Linked DNA regions of Mus musculus: regions 1 and 2 are each linked to region 3. Evidence: chromatin contacts called from public HiCAR-type and HiChIP or PLAC-seq data. All regions are on one chromosome and are shown on one strand. The core of a region is the stretch at or near the end of the contact, and the rest is flanking DNA. Distances in the headings are between cores, read along the strand shown. Region 1 holds the start of Bcas3os2 (breast carcinoma amplified sequence 3 opposite strand 2). Region 2 overlaps Acaca (acetyl-Coenzyme A carboxylase alpha). Region 3 holds the start of Znhit3 (zinc finger, HIT type 3).

Region 1 (4,217 bases), core at 1,352-3,851, 860 kb before region 3:
GTGTGGGCTCAGGCCAAGTACTAGGATGCCTAGCTGATGCAAGTTCTTCAGAACGACTGCACCAGGAGGCAGTGCACAAAAGCACACAAGGAAATGGGAGAGTCAGACCAGCTTTTGCAATGTTCTGTTTGGAGATCAAGATATTAGACTCTGGCTGGAACTGTGGTGTGAAGAGGCCCGGTGGTAGAGACAAGGGTTTGTTCTTTTGCTAAGGGCCCTAGTCAGCCTTCCCATTCTGAAGACTGATAATGGTGCACAGCTTTGTCAATGTCCCAGAGGAAAAATGTACCCTTCCTGGGGAAGGAAAAAGTCATAAATCAGGATGTGGATGGCTGGTGCCATGCCCGCCCCCCTCTAGGCCCCCTTTGCCAGGGCTATGGTGATGGTAGCCTCCTACTCTGGGAAGAGCCTTCGCCTTTAGCCTGGGTGGAGTCCAACTCAGCTCAGCGAGCCCTACCTCCACTCAGCCAACAATGCTAGAGAAACATCTGCTACCCCTAACCTTCTCCTTCCCCAAAGAAATGATTAAAAAGTTAAAGAAACACTTCCATATGGAAGACTCCGATCCCAACAGGTCACCACAAGATACTTCAAACACAATAAAACAGGAAGAGCTAAAAAAAAAAAAAAGGCAGAGAGAACCCACATGATCTTTTCTATAAGAAAAAAGAACAAAATAAAGCGCTGGGTAACTTTACACAGTTCAGAACACCATTTGGCAGTTAAGTATGTCCTTAATCTGCCCAATTTGCTTATTACAGTCAAGGTTTAAAGGAACGAGAGCCTTGGCCAAAAATGCTGCACTAACTTTTATTCCTAAAGTAAACTCACAAAGTGAATTAACTTGCTCATCTGAAATACTTCAAAGTTGAAAGTGCTCATGTCCCCTCCCCAGCATGCCCCTGACAGAGACTGTCCTAGGAAACACAGAGTCCTTTTAACATCAGAACCACTCAAGTGGATTGATGGGTATTCATCCAACATCCACTTACTGGAGGCCCCTGTAATAAGCGGGATCCAGGGCTGGTCGTTGTGGTACCACATCAAGGGTGACTCTCGGCCTAGCTTTGAGGGGCTAAGACATGGGGAAGACACTGTGGTTCCCAGGTCAAAAACTCAGACCAAACATATAAGCAGAGTTTGAGTGCAGGAGGGGAGAGGCCGCCCGGAGCCAGACCTGGCTGACTCAGTCTTAGTTCTGAACCAGCTAAGGACTGAAGCCGGTACATTACATCATCTCCAGTTCCCCATGGGCATTCTGACAGCTGTGAACTTTAATCCCAATCTCTCTCTCTCTCTCTCTCTCTCTCTCTCTCTCTCTCTCTCTCTCTCTCTCTCTCTCTCTCTGTCTTTAGAAATGTGTGGCATATGTAACACGCTTATCATAAACACTGTGGACATTTTAAAACCAAAGGGGGCAGGGAGAGATTGGATCATCAAGAACTTTTAAGGAACGAGCAAAAAAGAAGAAAACGAAAAGAAAGACGGCACCTCCCCCCAGATCTCAGCTGTCTTCACCCTAGAAGTAATGGTAGTCTTCTTCAGAGAGGAAGCAGTTCACACAGAGCCTGTGGAATCAAAGGCCAGTGGGGAGTCTGTCAAGAATTGGCAGAGAGATGGCTAGGGGGAAGTCCTGGGGCAGTGGCATTCCATGGGCAGAGGTGAGCCTCCCATCCTGGAGGCTGAAAGCTGACTTCTCTGGCCACCTCCCTTGGGCCTTAAATTGCTTCCTGAGGTGAGGACCCTGGCTAATGGTTTATTTACAACAGGAAGAGGCAATTACCTTGGGGAACACTGAGTCATCTGTCCCACCATCAGCCAGGACATCGACACTCTTTACCAATAACCCCCAAGATATATGAACCAGTAATGGCCTCACTTAAAGACCTGACCACGGCTCCCTCCTCCTCCTCCCACTCAGGTGAGGGGTTTAAATAAAGCATAAGAAGGGCAACAGAGCCAGCTTTGAGTGTGGCTGTCTTCCATCTGCTGAGGCCTTTTTTTGTTGGGCAACATGATGTGGTGTATTCCTGCTTGCAAAGAACGGTCAGGGATGCTAAACTAAACAGCGGGTGCAGAAGACCCTTGCAAATGGACCTGACAGCACAAAATACTAAGTGCATAGGGTAGGGTGATGTGTATTTTCCTCATTAGACTAAGACTGCCTGTTAGGTAAAAATTACCATGGCTGATACCAGGATGGCTGGGCTGGGGATGGAGATAGGGGGAAAACTTCTGGGAAGAGCATGGAAATTAGGAGAACCTGAAGTGCTCGGAGGGAGAAGGCTGACAAGCCCAATGAGGAGGAAGCTTGAGAGCACGCAGGCTGTCTGTCCTGATATTTAACACACGGAAACTAAAGGCAGAAGAGGTGCAAAAAGCTTAATAGTATTTGTAGTTTAAATTAAAGTGTTCAGAGCCCGTTATAGAGCAGGGTAATGTACGCAATGACATCTGGGGCTGTAATCAGTGAAGCGCTTTCAAGAGCTGCCAAAGCAAACAGCCAAATAACAAATCCACTTTACAGATCATCAATCCGGCCCTGGACTTGCCAAGGTAAATAGTAAAAGGCTGAAGTTTGCTTTGCAAACCGGGGAGCTGGGAGTTGAGCAGGGCCCTGATCCACAGCTGCACCGCTGGGGCAGGGCCCCTGGAGCTCCAGGCATGGAAGAAGGCCAACAAGCCAGGCAGCCCAGCTTCTTGAGGTGGAGGCTGCCATAGGTCTGGATACCTAGCAACCCAGAAGGTAGGTAGACATGGCTGCCAGGTGAGGTGGCCACTCTCGATCCAGCCCAGAGGTAGGGGCGGGGCTTGGCAGTTTATGGACTTTGGAGAAGAGAGTATAACCCAAAGCTGCAGTCTTCCTGCTTGCTGCCAGGCTTCATGAAAGGGAATTAAAGCTCCTGGCCAGAATGATATTTTTCTGAGAAGCCAGTCAATGTCCAGAGGAGAAGGTGCAGGACGAAGGATAGCTGCTGTCCAGTAGATCCAAGTGCCCGGAGATGAACACTGCTGCTTCTGAGTCCAGAACTTTCCAGAAGAAATCAGGGTTACGGTTACTGTAGGGTCATTGTGAGATTCTTAAAACCTGAAGTGCTAAAGCTTTCGGTTAATCCCCAGCATTTTGGGGGTGATACAGGGAGGAAGGCTTGCTCTGAGAGTATCAGTGTCCTGGCAAAAGGCAGGTGTGAGCCAGCTAGAAGAGCAGGACTCTGCATGTTAGGCCAGAGAGGACCGTTCCCGCCATACCCTGGAAAGAAACACTTGCTTTGATTTTCTATCACAGACGTAAGACCGCAGGGCTTTAAGGGAACCATAGCCACAGAGTCGGCTCCCTAAAGGGCAGTTTGCCTGTGTCACGTGGGTGAGAAAAGGGAAGATCAGAAAATGATGCAAGGCTGAAGGAAGAGGCACCCTCTGGCTTGTTCTGAGTACCCCAGGGTAATGACTGAGCCTCTGGGCTGGATGCTGGAGCCTCTGGGCTCTCTATGCCTACAGACTGACACTGTTTAGGAAGACTGTGCAGAAAAGGCCCCAGCCTCAGGGCCTGGGAGCCACAGGCTATGAATGGGTCACACATCTGCTTGCACTAATTAACTCTAACTGCTGTTGTAATTAGTTGTCGCTGTCACATTTATTTGTTGACTTTTTTTAGCATACATACCTGTAAAAGAGTATTTTTTGGTGGTTCTTTTGCCCTGTCATGTGTAAGGCTTAATGACTGAATTTGTTGTTGCCCTTACATTTTAACTATTCAAGGCTTATATCATCCCATTTTACAGGTACAGAAACTGAGGGTTCATAAAAGTTCTGTAACTTGACCCATGCTGTCTAGCTCAGTACTATCCCCTACGTGATTTTCTTTGAAGTCTAAAGGATAAAATATTGATCCCCACATCCTCTTTCTACCAAGGGCTTTCCCAGGAAACAGTTGGCACGTGCAGGGAAGCCCTCTATTGATGTCCCTATTGTACCCTGAGCCTCTGTTTACACATCTGTCTTCCCTGTTAGACCTCGGACATCTGGAGATTATGTCTAATTACCCTCCTGAGTCTGAGGCTTCTGTTGGGGATTCCATACACTGTATGCTGAAGAAATGTGCACGAGTGGATGATCTGACGAACACATGCATGCAGGCTCATCACCCCAACAGAAAATAAAGGACCTGAAAGGGTCAGGAACATGCTAAAACTTTAGAGCTAGCAGAGTGGTCAAAG
Region 2 (4,516 bases), core at 1,806-4,305, 630 kb after region 3:
CTCTGGGAATGTGGGGCTTTGGGGTGGGGAGTCACAGAAGCAGCCCATTATTTCATCAAAGATCCTAAAAAAAAAAAAAAAAACCACAAAAAACAAAACACTGGAGAAATGTCCACAATAGAAACCCAAGTGGCAGGAAACTAATGCTGCTACAGTAGCGTAGGCTAAAAGAATAATCTACCCTACCATGTGTTCAACAGTCAGCAGAATAGAAATACCAGTAGCTAGAGATGACATGCAAAATATCACCAAGTGGCAGAAATTAGGAGGATGGATTGTTTAAACTTTAATAAACCATATATATTTTTTCTTTTAAGAAATGATATAAAGCTTTTTTGCTTTGTTTTGTTTTCATATGTAAGAAATGTGCAGCCCTGTCACCATCGCTCTTAGAGCAGCAGAAGGAGCCCGGGTCTGGAGCAGTGACAGGCCAATGTAATTACCCCTCCCCCTAGGGTAATGCATCAGTATACATCAACAGATAGATGCTGAATGCATTTAATCAAAAGATGTATCGTCTCTAGTGGGGCTCACTCTAGTGTTGTGTTTAATTTCTCCTGACATTTCACTCATCACAGAGCAGACAGCTTCTTCTGTTAGCTCCTGAGGTAAAGATGATTTTATTTGTTTCTCTCCCATCCACCCCCCACCCCCCCCTTTTTTTTTTTTTTTTTTTGGTTTTGTTTTCCTCCGGACTAGGCTTTATACTGGAAGGAGAGTCTGAATGAGGAGTAGAGACCGGAAGACATCTATCTCTCTGAGGGCATATATAATGAAAGCTGTATCTCTCTGGCTACCTCATAGCTCTTCAGACCTCCTCTTTTTTTTTTTTTTTTTTTTTTTTTCTTAGAAAAGTCAGGCCTCTAAAACTAGAGATGCATGGCTACCCTTGTACAGACAGGGAAGACAGTGCTATAATGCCTTACCTGACAAAATCTTCAAAGGTCCGGAAAGAGACCATTCCGCCCATCCGCTGACAAGGTGGCGTGAAGGCGTTGTCCAACAGAACATCGCTGACACTAGCTACATGAGTCATGCCATAGTGGTTGAGGTTGGAGGCAAAGGACATTCTAAACAGTAATTCAATCAAGAGCATTAGAAAAGGATCTAGGACTGGGAGATTAACAAAGGAGGAAGGGAGTGTGGAGAAAACGGTCATGTGGGGTCAGGTTGCAGAGCAGATATGGTTTTTTTAACCCACTACAGATAAAACTGTGGTGAGATTCATGTTTCACTGGAGTTTCCCAACACTATTGCTTCATCACTCCAAAATTTGAACAGATAGAAATCTAGAGACCACAAGGAATCGTGTGGTAGTCTTTAACCCACATAATAATGACATATTGGATGGATGAGCAGTACATAGGGGTTAAATACCATCCTGCATCTTCCCCGTCTCCTTTCTTCCTTTCAAAACAGTAAGGAAGCCAAGTGAGTTGCAATTATTTAATATTTAAGACGTTTTCCCCCCGAAGGAATAGATTAAACATCCCTAGATACAGTTTTATTAATATCAAAGAATAATTCTAATAAAGAAGAATGAAGTGGTTTAGTAAATAATGATAGCAAATTATCATTTATGGAACAAAAGTCCTCAAAAGGAACTTTATTGAGATATTTACCTTTTCCTTTGGTTGGTTGAGTGACAGATATTTATTGATTATAGTTCTCCCTTTTTAAAAGAGTTTAAATCCACATTGCAAAAATTCCTTTTTATACTTAAGCACATTTGAACTACCACCAAAAGCCTTATTAACTTCTAGCAAGATATAAAGGTAGAGCATTCGTCTCAAAGTATGTGTAAGCATGACAATCAGTTGCTAAATGGAGATGCTTCAAGAGAACTGAATTGATTTGTTCAATCTAACTCCATAATGAATATGAATATTCTTTGATGCATCTCAGCAGAATGTACTCATAAATAATATCACAAGGTATTTCTGAAGGACCAATCAGGAGAGCCTGCTAGGAAGGACCAAGCTAAAGGATGCCTCCAGGATTTGTCTGACACATTACTGGCATATTGACCTGAAGCAAATTCAGAGTGAGATGATGAGACCTGCTCTTTGGAAAACTATTCAAAACTCTCGCTGAAGAACACCACCTGCAATGTTGCAGGAGGAAGAGAGCAACGTGAGCTTGAGATCTGAGGCTCACTGCAAGTCCTGTTTATACAAGGATGCTTTGCAAGGTGAGGATACTGCTCACACAGACTAAAGAGACTGACACTCCAGGGTTTTACTCTTGGTAATGAGGACAATAGGACAGGAAGTTCATCATTTAATAGTATTGGAAAACAGGAGGCAGAATGAGAGAGGAAACCATTGATACCATGGATGAAACAAATGAAGCACATTTCAAGCAAGTCTTACACATGGTGCTCACTAGAAACAGGGATTCTGAGCTGTGTTAACTCAGAAATGCTATTATCCTGACTTCTAGGATCACCAAGTATATTTATGCAATGAGCAAGTTTGTGAGGCACCTTTTCCATCTGCCTATTATTAGACAGGAAAGAGGCAATGGGTTCCAGATAATATTTGAAGGAACTCCTTCTAAATAAGCTAACAGAATATGATTGTGGCAAACACGGGGTTAAATATATTTTTCACTTGACAGAACCCCATGGGAAATATATACAAGATTCAGTTTCCCCTCTATCTCTATGCTCATGGGCCAGAACAGTTAAGGTTGGCAGATCTGAACCAAGCATCCCTCTGAGGGAAGACCAAGGCGGGCGCAGAAATACTTTTCCTCTTCCTCTTCCTCTTCCTCTTCCCTCCCCCCACCTCTCTCTCTCCTTCTTTCTCTCCCCCCCTTCTCTCCACATTTTAATAGAGCTATACGGCTATAATTTGTTTTAGTTACTAGTATTTTAAAAGGAGAGAAAATATGTAAGCCTATAAATATTGTCACTTCTACAGAGAGTTTGCCACCAACTTGTCACTGCCCTAACACTTTCTGGATTCTGTCCAATCAAAACTGCTGTCCTCTCAAACTTGCATGTGACCTTGCTTGGCTGAGGAAGCAGAAGAAACGCAAAACACACACTGAAATGCCCCTCGCACTGTATTGGCTTGGGAACTTCTTCACACAGCTCAAAGTAACAAAACTTAATACACCTTTCCAACACTAATCTTACAGGTATAAAATAAAATGACTTTTAAATCATGGGAACACTTTAACACTTTTAAATTTAAAACAGTTAACAAAATGATGAAACATGAGATCAGCTATTTCTGGAATTTACTCCTCTAAAAGGAGAAGCAAATTAGAGCAACTAATACTGTGAATGTTTTGCCAGGCTAAGAATAATCTTAAGGGTTTCTCCTCTGAAAGCCCCAAATGTAATGAGAACTCGGAAAGATGTTGCCAGCAACGCTGAACATAGCCTGTCAACACACTCCCTCTCACGCAGAGCTCAATGGGGTCTCTGCCATACTGACACTTTTCACGTACTTTTGGAACAGCTGAAGACATGTTTTCTGAACAGAAAGGGTAAGTCAGTATGTCCAAGGGGAAGCTGAGGATTTCCTCGTTGACTGTAGTATGATATTTTTCCATGTTTCACTATGCTAAGTTGTTTTTTTTTGGGGGGGGAGGGGAGAGGATGTGCTTTTAATTGGAAAAGAAACTAAATATACGGTACCTGTTTAGCGTGGGGATGTTCCCTCTGTAATTAAACAACCACAGTTAGTTACTGATAGGTTAGTGAAAGCCATAATAAAAGAATTGTCAGAGTAGATACAGACCAGTCACCAGGAGCTCCAGTTTTGCAGCTCTGGCACCAGCAGACATAATTAAGTGCTCATTACCCTTCAACCCCCAGGGTACCTCCAAAGAGGCTTCTTCCTGACCTACCTCACCACAGCGGCTGTTGAGGAAAGGGTCCAGATGTATCACCAGGGATTTTTTAAACGTAAGTCTCATTACAAAATAATAATAATAATAATAATAATAATAATAATAATGTGGAGTAGGGGTAAAACACAGACTGGTTAAAAAGTCAAGCTTTAGTATATGGCACATTATCTTTAATCTGAAACATGAAATATGACCCCTGACACAAAATGTCTACAGTATTCCTTGCTCCTATTACAAATCAGAAGTTGGTTCCATAGCTCCTCCTGCCTTATTGTTTTTCTGGAATATGTAATAAAAATAAGGAAATGAATCCAGTGATACAGGTACCCTGAAATTTAGCCCCACTTTTCCTCTCTGAAAGGCAGCACATATCCTAGGGCACAAGAGCTTAAGGGCCCTGAAAATCCTAAGGAATCTACATTATACTAGTAGTTTGGTATAACCTTGTTACAGTTGATATTCTTTAATTAAATGGTGTAAGATAATGTTTTAATTATTATTAGCTTGAAAACTCTAGGCCTTTCACTAATAAAATGGTACCTAACTTTGACTAGTTTTAGAATTTCCTCATAAAGAAGGTGTCAAACTCATGAAAGAAAGATTGAGCCCAGTGGTGGAGGTGTATGCACTCAGGAAGCAAAGGGAGGTCCAT
Region 3 (4,140 bases), core at 1,181-3,680:
TTTTCCCAGGAGACTCTCTTTTCATCGCTTCACGGTTTAGTTACTACTCTAGCTTTTTTTTCTAAGCTGCCAGCAGCTTAATCTACAGCATAAAGTGGGGTGTGTGCTGGGCTCTAAGAGTAGTCGCTACACCGATCCAACGGCGGCCTGCAGCGCCCTCTGGCGGTGCCTGTTGCTGGCATGCAACACTGCGAGAGTCTCTGGAGGCTCACAGGCGCCTGACTGCCAGTAGCTAGGTACCTGAGTTCTGAAACCTTTCTTTGCTGTCTCGCTTCTTTCCAAGGATTTTCACTGCTCTTCAGGCTCTTGCGGAGGAGTACGCGGCATCTAAGATGGGTTTAACTGGAGTTCATAGAAAGCCAGGATGCTCCCATTGGAACCTCAAGTGTGGTCAACTGGATAACGAGTCTGGATTCACAGTGTCCTCGGTATTCCCCCACCTGGTCCCCCTCACACTTCCTTTCCTGTCCTGGACATTGAAGAAAGTCTGACAGTGATCCCTGAAGCTAGGGACCTCCAGAATAGAGGGAGCAGCATCTCCACCACAGGAAGTGTGTGTAGGAGAGATTCTCGGTTTCAGCCATTACATACAAACACACAATACAAATCCGGGTGGTCTGTGACAGTTTATACCCTTGCCACACAGGACACAGATTCAAATGTGATCATGGATGAGTTGTTGGCCTTCTCTGGTTGTCCCATTTTAATTTGGACCTTCTGGAAACCAAAGGTCACATCTCTGTTGAAGACTAGGAACGAAAAGGGTTATTGGGTCAGTGTGAATTTGTATTGGATTCTAAGCAAGCTCTTGACGGGCTGACGGGAGCAAAGAGAGAGCCAAAGGGGCCTTCTGATTTAGCGGAAGGACAGTGTTTTGGGCCTGGAGAGCCTTCCAGCGGTCCCATGATACTAAAGAAGGACTCTTACTCATTTCCCATCCTTTCTACCGAGTCAGACCAAATTGTCAGTAGCAGAGATCCAGGAGATTAGACTCCTTCCGAGTATCATGGAAATAACCCTTTTGCCAGCTACAGGTTAAAAAATATATATGTATGATTTCCATTTGTCTTTCAATAGCTCAAGAATTTAGGTCTGGACATCCACTTTAATTGATAAAAGGGCTCAGGTAGCAACCAAGCCCTCTAAGACACTCAAAGAGTGGGAGTCAGGGCTCCAGGCACTGCCTAGTTTGCAGCAGCTCCATCTCAGCAGGCACAGATGCTCATGCGCACACTTATTAACAGGGACCCTAGAGCAGGGCTGGTGGAAACAGAGGCAGGCCGGCTCTGTGAGTTCAAGCTCAGCCTGGTATACAGCATGAGTTCCAGGACAGCCAGGGTTACACAAAGAAACCCTGTCTTAAAAACAAAAACAAAAACAAAAACAAACAAACAAATCAACAAAGGACCCTAGAGCCTGAATGGGCCACATAGATGAGGAGGAGGCATTTGGGAGAGGAACATGATTTAAGGTCCTGGAAGCTGGAGTTTAGGTTAGACCAAATTCAGAGCTTCAGAGAGGAGCAAGTTTCTTAAAGAAAACAGGATTCCAAGTAGGGCCTGGTGACACACCCTGCAACAGGGTCTCAGACCTTAACACAACTGACTCCACGATTTTGTCTATAACTAAAGTCTATAGTAGCCTTCAAGGTTAGTCATAGCCCATCTATTCTGACTCATTAGCCTGGATTCCTTTAGCCTAGCCACTGATCTGCTCTGCAGTCAGTCAACTCCACCATGGCTTGTAGTGGCATGAAGCACAAGAAAACCTACAGGCTCATTTTCAGAGTCGTGCAAATGCACGGCTTGACACTAAAATTCCAGTCTCTTCCTTAGTCCTTTCCCCATTCTGTTTTCACTTCAAGCCTTGTGCTCCTAGGGAAGAGACCGTCTTCCAATCATCCCCAGTGTCTGGACATTGTAGAACTCACAGTCGGGGTTCAACAAGCATTTGTCAGCAGCTCAGCCTCAAATGTCTTTTGGGCTGGGAGAAGTGGCTTAGCAGTAAGGACCGCTAGATGCTGTTACAGAGTTTGAGTCTTAACATTCACAGTAGGAAGTTCAAACCCGCCTATCTCTAGCTCCATTGGATCTGATATCTTTTTCTGGTCTCTCTTGGGGCAGGGACATCATTTACCCCGGCACAGGCGCACACGTATACAGTTTTTTTTTTTTTTTAATGTCTTTGATTAGGCATGGTGGTGCACACTTGTGATGTCAGTGTCAGGGATGCAGAGGCAGAAAAATCCTGAGTTCCGTGGCCTGATCTAATCAGAGGAAAAAAATCCTTGACGCAGCAGCTCTAAATGCACATCTACTGTATCGACACTCTACAGGTGAGGCCTAGAATAGAGAACAGGATCAATCCATTGCTTCTGACTGCCAATGAGTGCGGAGCGCTGTGATTGGCCCTTGTTTAGGTAAAAGAGTGAGCGCGGGTGTCTTCTGGGAAGTCATGGCGTCGCTGAATTGTAGGACTGCGGTCTGTGTGGTCTGTTTGGAGAAGCCGAAATACCGTTGCCCGACTTGCCGCGTGCCCTAGTGAGCCAGAGCGGGTAGTGGGTTCGGAGGGAGGCCGGGCTGCGGGCGGCGGCTGCGGGCAAGGGGTACGTGCTGCGGCCGCTCGTGCTGATCGTGCTGACCTGAGCCTGTCTGTCTCATTACAGCTGTTCGGTCCCCTGTTTTCAGAAGCACAAAGGTAAGACCCCGGGACACCGTCGCAGCCCTTGCTCCTTCTTTGTACCGTACAGGCCCCATGCCCCCAGGAACCCGAAGCGGGAGGATTCCCGCCAGTTCAAAGCCAGCCTGACTACAGACTGAGACCCTGTCTCAAATAATCCAAAGCAAGTCAGCTGCTTTCTTGGGAAAAGTCTTAGCTATTTATTCATCTTGACATTCTAGTGTAGCCCCTCACTATCGCAGAAACTGCCTTGGCTGAGGTCAATTAGCCAGCAATGGTTGTCTTTAAAATATGGTTGTTTATTATTTACAATAGGAGAAATTTTCTTTTTCTGTGTGTGGTATTTTGAGACAGGTTCTCCTCCTCCTCCTCTTTTTTTTTTTTTCCGAGGCAGGGTTTCTCTATGTAGCTCTGGCTGTCCTGGGACTCACTCTGTAGACCAGGCTGGCCTCGAACTCAGAAATCCGCCTGCCTCTGCCTCCCGAGTGCTGGGATTAAAGGCGTGAGCCACCACGCCCGGCTGGTTCTTTTTCTTCTTTCATTTTCCTTCTTTCTTTGTTTGCTTTTCAATAAAGGGTTTCTGGCTGCCTTCGAACTCGCTCTGTAGACCGGGCTGGCTTCAAATTCATAGCGATCTGCCTGCCTCTTGCCTCCCAAGTGCTGTTTTATTTTGTGCTGAGAAAGAGTATCTCAGATTCACTATATATTCCTTTTTTTGTTTTGTTTTTGTTTTTGTTTGTTTTTCGAGACAGGGTTTCTCTGTGTAGCCCTGGCTGTCCTGGAACTCACTTTGTAGACCAGGCTGGCCTCGAACTCAGAGATCTGCCTGCCTCTGCCTCGCGAGTGCTGGGATTAAAGGCGTACACCACCACGCCTGGCTGAACTATATATTCTATACTCCTCCCAGACTCACAATCCCCATGCCTTAGTTTCCTAATGCTGGGATTAAAGGCACAAGCCACCACGGCCCAGCTGAGACTGGCTCTTTTTTTTTTTTTTTTATGTAGTTCAGGCTGGCCTATCTATCATGATCATGCTTTGTCATCCTCAAATGCTAGGATTATAGGAGCCACCAGAACTGGTTAAAATAAGTTCCTGACCTATTGAGAATGGAGCTGGAGCGATGGCTCGGCTGTTAAGAGCTTCTTGTTGCTTTCCCAGAGGTTCTGAGTTTGGTTTTCAGCACCTGCCTACTATAGGCAACTTGTAGGTCCATTCCCAGGGGCTCTGACTCCCCTTCAGGGGCTCTGACTCCCTCTTCTGGCCTCTGTAAACACTGCATACATGTAGCACATTCTCCCTCTGTCTCTGCTGTTTTCTCCCACCCCAGGCTCAGACCTATCCCTGCCGAAATGCTTGCTTTCTGCTTGTGAAAGCTCGCTCCGTTAAGTCTCTGGGCTTCCTCAGGTAGACTTAGAGCAGACTTTTCTTACCTTATCCATGTGTTCCATGACTACTAAA

The links. HiCAR-type assays count read pairs that join an accessible place to other places. HiChIP or PLAC-seq counts read pairs in DNA pulled down with a chosen protein or histone mark.
Region 1: a contact with region 3 is called in an H3K4me3 HiChIP or PLAC-seq map of bone marrow-derived macrophages, with 7 times the contacts expected there. The contact joins the promoter of Bcas3os2 here to the promoter of Znhit3 in region 3. A contact is called at or near these places in 2 of 39 promoter capture datasets (the C10 cell line and embryonic stem cells) and 1 of 115 datasets of contacts at active chromatin or transcription factors (bone marrow-derived macrophages).
Region 2: a contact with region 3 is called in a HiCAR-type map of astrocytes, with 2.1 times the contacts expected there. The contact joins the enhancer-like site here to the promoter of Znhit3 in region 3. A contact is called at or near these places in 2 of 39 promoter capture datasets (HPC-7-derived erythroid cells and pre-B cells), 1 of 484 Hi-C or Micro-C datasets (short-term hematopoietic stem cells), 2 of 115 datasets of contacts at active chromatin or transcription factors (astrocytes and stem cell-derived neural progenitor cells) and 1 of 9 other capture datasets (macrophages).

The regions. Positions count from the first base shown.
Region 1 is chr11:85,774,064-85,778,280 of GRCm38.p6, reverse strand. It overlaps Bcas3os2 (breast carcinoma amplified sequence 3 opposite strand 2), which reads left to right and starts at 2,601. Exons shown (of 3, transcript NR_046194.1): 1 at 2,601-2,746. The region is part of intron 22 of Bcas3 (breast carcinoma amplified sequence 3); the gene reads right to left.
Region 2 is chr11:84,289,445-84,293,960 of GRCm38.p6, reverse strand. It overlaps Acaca (acetyl-Coenzyme A carboxylase alpha), which reads right to left. Exons shown (of 54, transcript NM_133360.2): 28 at 3,650-3,673; 29 at 927-1,070; 30 at 1-64. Among named protein-coding and RNA genes, the nearest start is that of Acaca, 96 kb to the right of the region's middle. Within about 2 kb of position 3,055, at least 13 of the 459 cell types and tissues checked have an H3K27ac peak or open chromatin away from gene starts, as enhancers often do. A contact at or near this core is called in astrocytes, where this site is marked.
Region 3 is chr11:84,914,656-84,918,795 of GRCm38.p6, reverse strand. Znhit3 (zinc finger, HIT type 3) reads left to right here and starts at 2,430. Exons shown (of 5, transcript NM_001005223.3): 1 at 2,430-2,540; 2 at 2,666-2,697. The coding sequence starts at 2,455.